2 separate regions of the Hordeum vulgare genome follow, and region 2 is linked to region 1. A link is a contact called in public Hi-C data. All regions are on one chromosome and are shown on one strand. The core of a region is the stretch at or near the end of the contact, and the rest is flanking DNA. Distances in the headings are between cores, read along the strand shown. Region 1 holds the start of LOC123410578 (blue copper protein 1b-like). Region 2 holds the start of LOC123408350 (cullin-associated NEDD8-dissociated protein 1-like).

The links. Hi-C and Micro-C count contacts between places; a contact is called where the count stands out from the background.
Region 2: a Hi-C map of seedling shows a contact between it and region 1, with 3 times the contacts expected there. The contact joins the promoter of LOC123408350 here to the promoter of LOC123410578 in region 1. A contact is called at or near these places in 1 of 6 Hi-C or Micro-C datasets (seedling) and 1 of 1 datasets of contacts at active chromatin or transcription factors (embryo).

Annotation. Positions count from the first base shown.
Region 1 is chr7H:81,098,844-81,103,458 of MorexV3_pseudomolecules_assembly, reverse strand. LOC123410578 (blue copper protein 1b-like) reads right to left here and starts at 1,909. Exons shown (of 2, transcript XM_045103521.1): 1 at 1,644-1,909; 2 at 837-1,399. The coding sequence starts at 1,821. The coding sequence ends at 1,134. It overlaps LOC123410577 (pentatricopeptide repeat-containing protein At5g18475-like), which reads left to right. Exons shown (of 1, transcript XM_045103520.1): 1 at 1-829. The coding sequence ends at 107.
Region 2 is chr7H:81,396,717-81,401,331 of MorexV3_pseudomolecules_assembly, reverse strand. It overlaps LOC123408350 (cullin-associated NEDD8-dissociated protein 1-like), which reads right to left and starts at 2,428. Exons shown (of 7, transcript XM_045101474.1): 1 at 2,393-2,428; 2 at 1,994-2,069; 3 at 1,910-1,930; 4 at 1,675-1,798; 5 at 1,428-1,590; 6 at 1,111-1,347. The coding sequence starts at 2,428. It also overlaps the pseudogene LOC123409250.

The sequences.
Region 1 (4,615 bases), core at 660-3,159:
TCATGCCAGAGGCTAGTTGTTGGGCCAAGCTGATTGAGGCTGTGTGCCGGGACAGGAAACTTAGGAGATCTGTTGAGCTTTTGGATATCTTGATTACGGGAGGGTGAAGAAGTGAACTCAGCGCAGCATGGGTTACTTTGCCTGATTTTTTTAGCTCAAGGAGAATGCAAGTCAGGTATGAAGATCGCCAAAAAATGGAGTTATGGCACATTGAAAGAATCACTATCACATAAGATGATCAGGCATGACCCCAGATGACAAACAAGATGCAGTCCAGGGAATAACTCAAGGGCGGTGTGCTCTGGAGCAGGAGCCTGTTTGCAATCAGACTTCAACTAGGCTGCCGCCGACCTGAGCCAACTTGGGATACAGTCCGCAGCCATCCATTCTAAGTTTGTGGTGGGGGCAACATTTGATGGTGGGCACAGAACATTGCTTACTTTGATGTTTGTTCCCGTGTCCGTGATAAAAATAATTTGCATTATCTCTGTCCGAGGAAACTGAAGATGCAATAACCATGTGGAAGACAGGTGCTCATTCCCCTTATTCATCGGTGTGTTTTTCTACTCTTGTGGAAGAAATTTAGCCGGCTTGCTTCTCACCGATCTTCAGATCACTGAAACCAACTTTATGAATTGCATCCACTGTATCTCTCTCTCTATATATAGTTCTCGTGGTATCATTATGTGCACTCTTCACCGAGAATGTTCTCACCCATATATCTGGTTTTTATTGTTGTAAATGCCAGTTATGAGGCAGATAATTATGTGTATCATGGATAATTTTCCCTTGGCTGGCTTCATAATATTGATTTCAGAAATGAGTCAAACAAGAGATTGACACAACAGCTACTCATGGACTAACAATCCCTCATTTCGCATTACATACTCCCTTGATTTGTAGCAACACACGCCACCGTTATGATAAATAGCGTACAGGCAACACAGTTACACAACACGACACATATGAATGCAACAATTGTGATAACTTACAAGCAGCAAGTATAACAAATGATTTGAGACAGAATAGAAGAAGAAGAAGAAGAAGAAGAAGAAGGAGGAGGAGGCATGCAGAAGGAGGCGGCGAAGGCCGCGGACGCCATGGAACCACCGGGGGGCTGTGAGAAGGGGCGGTCAGTCGTCGCGGCAGACGGAGCTCTTGGGCTTGACGACGAACTTCATGAGGCCGGTTGTGCAGTGGACGCCTTGGCGCTCGCCGCAGACGAAGTAGTGCATCTTGCGCTTCTTGAGCACGAACTCGAAGCCCGCACCGGAGCCCTGCGCCACGCCGGCCACCAGCTTGCCCGCCTTGATGTTGCACGACTGGTAGTCGGCGAGGTTCCGCATCAGGTACACGCTGTGCGCGTGCGTCGTCGCGTTCGGCGGGTCGTACGTGAACACTGCATGCACGCCCACCATCCACACACTGAACCTTTAGCAACCTCAGTGAAATAGTAATAGCTTCGTTGTTTTTCAAAGCCTGGTGTTGCAGTTAGTTTTTTTCTTCTTTCTTATTTGCAGTTAGCTAGTGTGCGCCAGATATGGCAACCACCCAGCGTGCAAAAATAGTTTTTTTTTCTTTTTATTATCAGAGGGAACCAAGACTGAACTAAGATAAGATAAGAGCAGTAATCGTGTGTGTACCAAGGGTGTCGTCCTGGAAGAAGGGTCCCTTCCTGATGACCCAGTCGGTGTAGTTGTACCCCCACGTCCACCGCGCCGCGTCGCCGACGACGAACCGCTCCGCCCGGCACGCCTCCGGGACGAGCACCATCGCCAGCAGCACGAGCACCGCCGCCGTTGCCCCCACCCTCGCCTCCATCTCTCAACCACAAACAAGCTAGCACTCGTTCAGCTCGCCGGCCACTGGATGATGCCCTGGCTGGTCTGGTTTGCTGTGATGAGCATGCCATGGCATGGCTTGGCTATAAATAGGTCCGGACGGGCCGGTCGGTCGATCATGGCGTTGCGTGGGAGTGCAGCACGGGGGCGCGTGATGATGGCGCCAGTTGACTCTTGTAGCTGAGCCGAGGGTTCCGTCAGCTCGATCGACAGAGGCTGGGAGAATTGGAGGCGTTCTCTTCTTCTCGGGTCATTGTTTACTTGTCTGGGCCACACGATTAGAAAAGTTGGGCGTTGCACTGAGCTAGGGTCGCGTTTGGGGTTGGTCGATCGACGGCAACGTTGGTGCGCCATTAGCGACCTGGGCGTGCGTGCTTAGTGGCGCGGCGTGTCTTTGGGGGTTGGTGGACGCCACTGGCCCTGGCCGTGTGGAACTTGGTGGTAACATCTAGGTTAGCTACTGTCCACTTTGATATGCATTGGCATCTCTGGTCACTTCTACGGAGCTGCCCCCGTAGCCGTGTGCATGGTCATCAGCGTAGCCATGATTATTACGGTGGTGGATTAGGGGGGGGGGGGGGGGGGGGGGCACTGACCATGATTACTCCTGTAATAGAGGGTTAGGGCGGCCGCTGGATGATTAAGTGAGGGCGTGATTGGTCCATGTACGTACGCTTGTCTGTTTATTTGACAGCAAAGTAGACGTACGCTTGTCTGTTTATTTGACAGCAAAGTAGAAGCAATAGATACACTAAACCACTTACTCTTTCCTAAATATAAATCTTTTAGCAATTTCATTACGGACTACATATAAAACAAAATAAGTGAATCTACACATTAAAATATATTTATATACATCCGTATGTAGTTTATAATAAAATATTTATAAAAAATTATATTTAGAGCATCTTCATCCGTTTGGCCCTAGGGAACCCGGCGAAAGCCTTTTTGGCGTTGCGCCGACACTTTTTTCGCCCTGGAGGCGAGCGAGTTTCCAGTCGCGTCCTCAGTTTTCGGCCCCTGACGTCAACTTTTTCATATTTATCTTTCCTATTGCCAAAAAGACGTCACAAGTTCGACGATCATCATGCCACAAGTTGGCGATCAGCATGTCATAGTTTGGCGATCAACACACCCAGTAGTTCGGTGATCAAAAGGAAATGATAGTAGAGAAAATCAAACAGCCGGCTCGGCGAAATAGCCGAGGTAGTCGGGCTCATCGGCGGCATAGTCTCTGTCGGGGTCGTCGTCGTCGCGATCGCCGCTACAGTCGCCGCCAGCACCGACATCTGGTTTAAGATCAGGCCACGCTCCATGAAGTACCACGCCTTCACCTTCTCGTCGCCGTCGGAGTACGACGACCGCCATGTGCATTGCCGTCGGAGTAGCCAGGCGAGTGTACGTACCCACAGGGCGGCATCGACAGCGAGAGGTTGGCCGACGACGCAACGCCCTGGCAGCCCCTCCATGCGACACGTGGGTTGCGGACGGGGGATTCATCATTCCCGTGCGGGACACCTCTTCCTGATCGACCGCCGCCGCCGCCGTCGCGTCCCTGATCTTCTTGGCGTCGAGCCTCCTCCGTCGGTCTGTTGTGACCGCCTCTCGACACTGGGCATCCGCACTCCACTCGGCGTCCGAGACGCCTGTAGTCCTAGCCATCGACTTCCTCTACTTCTGCTGGCTGGAATCGGTAGCGGTGGCAGGGCGAGGGAAGGTGTACTTCTTCTTTGCTGGCATGGCGGCCGGATGGCGGGAGCGGGAGAAGACTGGCGGGAGAGGGGGGGAGATGTGGAAAATGGAGGGAAAGGAAGGAGGAATGGGGAGAAAACGACTGGAATAGGTCCGGTTGCCGCCGACAAAGCGGGCCCACTTGACTTTTCGCTTCGACCGGTGCTCCTAGACGCCCTAGGGGGCTGGGTTCGCCTCGGGTTCGTCGACTGTTATTTTGATTCAAATCGACGCTAAACGAGGAGTTGAAGGCACGACTGAACCGATTTTTCATCATTGACGCTAAAAAAGATGTCTTCGGGGGCTGTAGGAGGGGGGGGGGGGCGAGTGGAGATGCTTTTACGAATGGAGGAAGTACTATACTCTGGTAGTATGTGTACATGCGTGCTTCATGACCGCGTCATGCTGAGTGTCGCTTCGAGCAAGTGCCCAACGTGTAGTTGTAAATTAACTAACTCTAGTGTTGCGGAGTGCTTTCCAATCTGTTTTTGTATTCCACGATCGACCACCGTCAAACGACCGATCTCTTTGCCACCACTGCACGTAAGGGTCAGGAGTTTGTGGTCAAGATGGCGCGAATTCGTCGCCGTCCGGCGCACGATCCGACCGACCGCCCACTTTTGCTGGGACTAACAAAAATGCTAGACCTATTAAATTTTACTTACGTTTACCAAATCTTTCAACTTATTTAAACATGCCTCCCTGATTTTCAGTGATGAATGAGCCTCACCCTTCACGTAATCCAATCAATAATTGCCAAATCAAACTATCCCATAAACGTATGTAAACATTTACGTAAATGTAGCATTGCTCGGGACTAACTGTATCGCTCGGGAGACCTCGTCGATCAGTTGATGGCTTGCCTTTGAATCGGCTCAAACGAAAATCTTACCTTTGAATGGATCGTTAAAATGCACGATTCCGGTAAGTTTAACTTTGGGGTTCAATCACGGTCACACAAGTTATGAGCAACGCGTGCACGCTCCAACAATTGGCTAGATTAATCGTGCTGTTTTTGTTTATTTATAAGCTAATGGATAAGA
Region 2 (4,615 bases), core at 1,179-3,678, 300 kb before region 1:
AAGATCAGCTGGCTCCTACTTTGGTGTTCCCGTTCCAAGGGGCGTTTATGTCGGGGGTTACTGTCAGCAACGACCACTTCCGACTGGGTACTACCAGTACCAGGGATTCCCGGTTCCACAATATAGGTAAATGATTTCCAAAACATACAATAAAACTTCTTTGGAAACACAAGCTTTAAGAAAACCCAGTGGGTTGACGATCTATCAATGATGCTATCAAACTGGCATATAAGACGACGTATTTAGAAGTTCCATCTTGTTCCTAGATTGTCTGTTCACATCTTTAATGCTCTTAACCATTTTTCAATATAATTTCTTCATGTTTTATATTTTGTTACCCCTTGAATTTGCAAACTTTAAATACTCCCTCTGTTCCTAAATATGAGTCTTCTTAACGATTCCACTACGGACTACATAAGATGTATATACACACATTTTAGACTGTAGATTCATTCATTTTGCTCCGTGTGTAATCTATAGTGGAATCTTTAAAAAGACTTATATTTAGGAACGGAGGGAGTAGATTGCAATTCTTTTACTGATTTTAACTACAAAGGTACTACCTCCGTACACTAATATAAGACGTTTTTGCAGTTCAAAAACGTCTTACATTACTGTACAGAGGAAGTACGGAGTACTTGATTTAATGAACATGTGAACGATCAAATTAGAATGCAACCATACTATGCAAGATATTATTGTCTAGTTTTTTTTCCCCAATCCCTCTTCACCTTGTATCACTTGGGCACAAAAGTACGACCAGATGCATTTGATTTGCCTACTTTATGTAGATCTAGGACAATGTCCGTGCGTTTCCACGGAAAAAAGAAATAATTCATTTACTTTTCTCCCAACCCTCAGTTCATTTGTAAGTTCAACCCTGAGTTATCGCGCATGAAAAGGCATGATGTCTCTTCTCCATCTGTCGTTCTACTATTGGCTCATCATGAATGAAATCTCCACCATCAACTCTGGATAGACGATGCCCATGAATGATTTTTTAAGCTATGTAAATGAATAAAGGCATGTTATGTCAAAGAACACAATAATGTCATGATATAAATGCGCAAATATGGTGCAGAAGATATGCATGGTCAGGAAAAGCCTTACAGAATTAGTTGAACTGTCATCATTTAGAATGCCTTTAAGCATTTCAACAGTTGATGCACATTTCTGATCACCAGCTGCTAAGCATAACACAGCAACACACTGTGCAATAGAGGATAGTGCGTGCTTGGAAAGACCGCCTGACTGTGATGGCTTGGCAGTTGAAATAAGGGAGTCCAACAATGTTTCAAAGCTTGTATTTGCAGACTGGACCAGTGAAGCAAAAAACTTCTGTAGCGCCTGCAATAGAAACAATGTCCTCTGTCAGTAGGAGAATAAGAAGAAATCCAGTATTTATATTTAGATATGAAAATATATACCTGTAGTGCTTGTCCTTGCAACAAAGCACTCCTGATCAAAATAAGGGCCTGAGGCAAAACTTTATGTCTCACAGCTAAACTGACATTTTTAATGGATCTTCTGTCAACCATTATTGTGCAACACAGCTCCAATGCAAGAGCAGCCATATGCAAATCGATGTCACTGCCACAATAGATAATCCAACATCAATCTTCCTGGTAGGCAGGAAATGGAGATTTGTTGAAGAAAGCTAAGAAAGGATAGAACCTTATGAGAGTAGAAAGTTCAGCTATTATCGTTTCATAAGAGGACGAGCCAATTTGACCACCATATGTGACAACCAGAGAATTTAGGGTCCCAATGTTGCCTGCCTGAGTGCTCTGTTGGCCTTCTGTAAGGGGACAACAAAAGAAGTTAGTCTTCAATTTTAATGCCCTGTTTGACATACATGATTTTTCAAGTTACAAAATCAAAACAAACAATGTGTATAATACATCTATACCTTTCGAAGGAAAGCTGTGAGCTCAGAAATGACATGGTCCAGGACGCATGACAGATCAATCCGAAGAAGTGAATTCGCAATCACCGCAAATGCCTGTAAGGAATGAACATTTTGAAAATGCAACAGAACCAAGAAAAGCAGTGAATCTGCATACTATCAACTACTACAGGAAAACAGAGAATAAACAAAACTTTCTGAAAACACCACCAGTGGGCATAAGAAAATGATGACAGGGTATACAACTAAAACTATAGACAAGACCCACACAAATAGATTGGTATACTATGGTATTGTACTAAAGCTATCTTTAAATCAATGAACCCGCCACGAAAGCATCTCTGTCCCAAGCAACTCAGCAAGATGCATTGATCAAAACATTTATGTTTGTTTTTCTACCATTGAGTAGAACACTGAGAATTCAACTCAACATTTACCATCATGTCCCTGTTAGTTTTGGTTCTGAAGGTGTCGTTGATTGCTTACCTTGACAGCTGTGAGTCGTGTTATTTCATTGCCCATCCTATGAACAAGTATGGGAAGGCATGACGGTAATTCCCTCCGAAGACCATCACCAAAAGTAGCAATAAGTACAATGTTGCCGACCATCATGTGATAAGCACATAATTATGCAATAAGTAGCAAGAGTGTATGAATAATTATGTTTTACTTGGCTTTTGTAGCGGCACCGGTTCCCTCCCATCCACACTTCGTTGTTCCGGTGAGCCGGAGCAGAGCATGAGCAACGGTGAGGTGAGTGGGCTGGAACGACGAGCCTCGTGAAGTGCTTCTCCAGGGTATGCCCGCTGGAGCAGAGCATGAGCTCGCAGAGCTGCGGGTGCGCGTACCCGTACCAGGGGGTGATGTACTTCCGCGCGCCCTTGTTCGCGGATGTGGGCAACGGCACGGCCAGGCGCGGGGGTGATGTACTTCTGCTTCCAGCTCTCCCCGTCTCCGTCCCCTCCTTCGACCCGCGCCACCTGCAGAAGCGGCACGACAGGACAGCAGCAACACCTGCGCCCTCCTCCCGCGCGCGCCGACGCCAGCAGAAGCGGCCGGCAGATGCGCCGGGTCGGCATCCCGCACTCCAACCTTTGCGCCACTTGCAGCCGGTACGTGCACGTCTTCCGCCACCCCTGCCTCGTCTGCGGCCGCGCATACTGCCGCCGCTGCGTGGGCGCCGGCATGGGCGACATGACTGAGGGACGCAAGTGCCTCGACTGCCTCGGCCGCAAGTAAATCCACCGCTACATCCACCGCGCTGGTCGGGGCGCCACCGCCGCCGCGGGGCTCCTCTGCCTCTGCTGCTGTGCGCTCCACGCATGGGGCTCTTCTTCCTCCGTCAGGTCACAGGAGCTGCTCTGGGCCGAGAAGGGCGTCGCGCCGCGCCGAAGGCCATCCTCGTCTTCCTCCACAACCTCCATCTCCGCCTCCTAGAGCACCGCAGCCGGCGGGGAATACTCCGCGTCCATGAGCATGGGGCCCGTCCCCTTTCTGTGCTCGTCGTCGTCGTGCTGCTCCTGATTAGATCTGGAGCCCCGCCTCGTGACCCGCCACGACTCCCCTCTTGCTCCTCCTCTCACGGCCGGTGGGGATGGGAAGAAGAACACGGCGATGGCGGCGCGAGGCATCCCCATCGGCGATGGCCCGACGGTGGCGGTCGTCGGCGCCGTGACGGAGATGGCAGTAAGCAGCCGGAATGGATGAGAGAAGACTCGCGACCGTGAACTGGGGAGAAGGGGTGTTTGTGTAAAACTGATACATTTTTCCACTTAAATTGGTAGTGCGGGTTGAATATGTATAATGTGAGGTTTTTTTTTGCAAAACTGCCACGACGGACGACCAAAAACCCTATTTGCTTTATTATTAAGGAGAGATTTTAAAAACGGTGCGGCAGCCAACGATTGACAACGAGTGTGTTTTCGTGAATTTCTCCAAACCGCTTGTCGGAGCGATGCATAGGATTAAGTGGACCATATTGTCAATGTTGGTGTACTGCATCTGATCGGAAAACATACTTCAATGTCATGAGAGAAGACTGCACGTGATTTATTTGTTATTTGACCTTTTCTTCTTTTTGTGTCACAACTTTTATGTTACATCTTTTTTGATCTCTACATTACAAAGAAGGACACCACTATGTAGCGGCGCCGCATATTTGCATTACCGTGCGGCGGCCGCTAACGAGTCCGACGCAAAAACGGCCTGTGTTCGCGTGTCCTTGGGTGAGACGTACCCATGCATTGATGCATGCATAAGGTTGCCATCGGTTTCACCCTCTCTCACATGCGAGCTGGCATCACATGCATGTAGTGCAGAAGGATTTTTTTTTCTCTCAAGACAAAATTGCTACTAGTACTACCCTATGCTAAGAACATCCTCCCACTATTTGCTTATCTATGCACTTACCTACTTTACAAAAAATTGAAAGTGAACTATTTATCTTCCAAAACATTGGTATGAATGATGACCAATTCTTCGAAACAAGATCCTTTATTGTTATATTTCAACAACTTTATTCGTTGGTGCTTTTCACGTATTGTACTTACTAATTTTTTTGTCATATTTACTTATAAAATTTATTGTACTTACTTTTCGTATTAACAACTTTTCTTTGCCACTTGACTTTATACTTGTTAGATTCATTCTGCTTACTTGCCACATTACAATTTAATTATGACCTTCATATCATACTTGTCAAATTTAGGA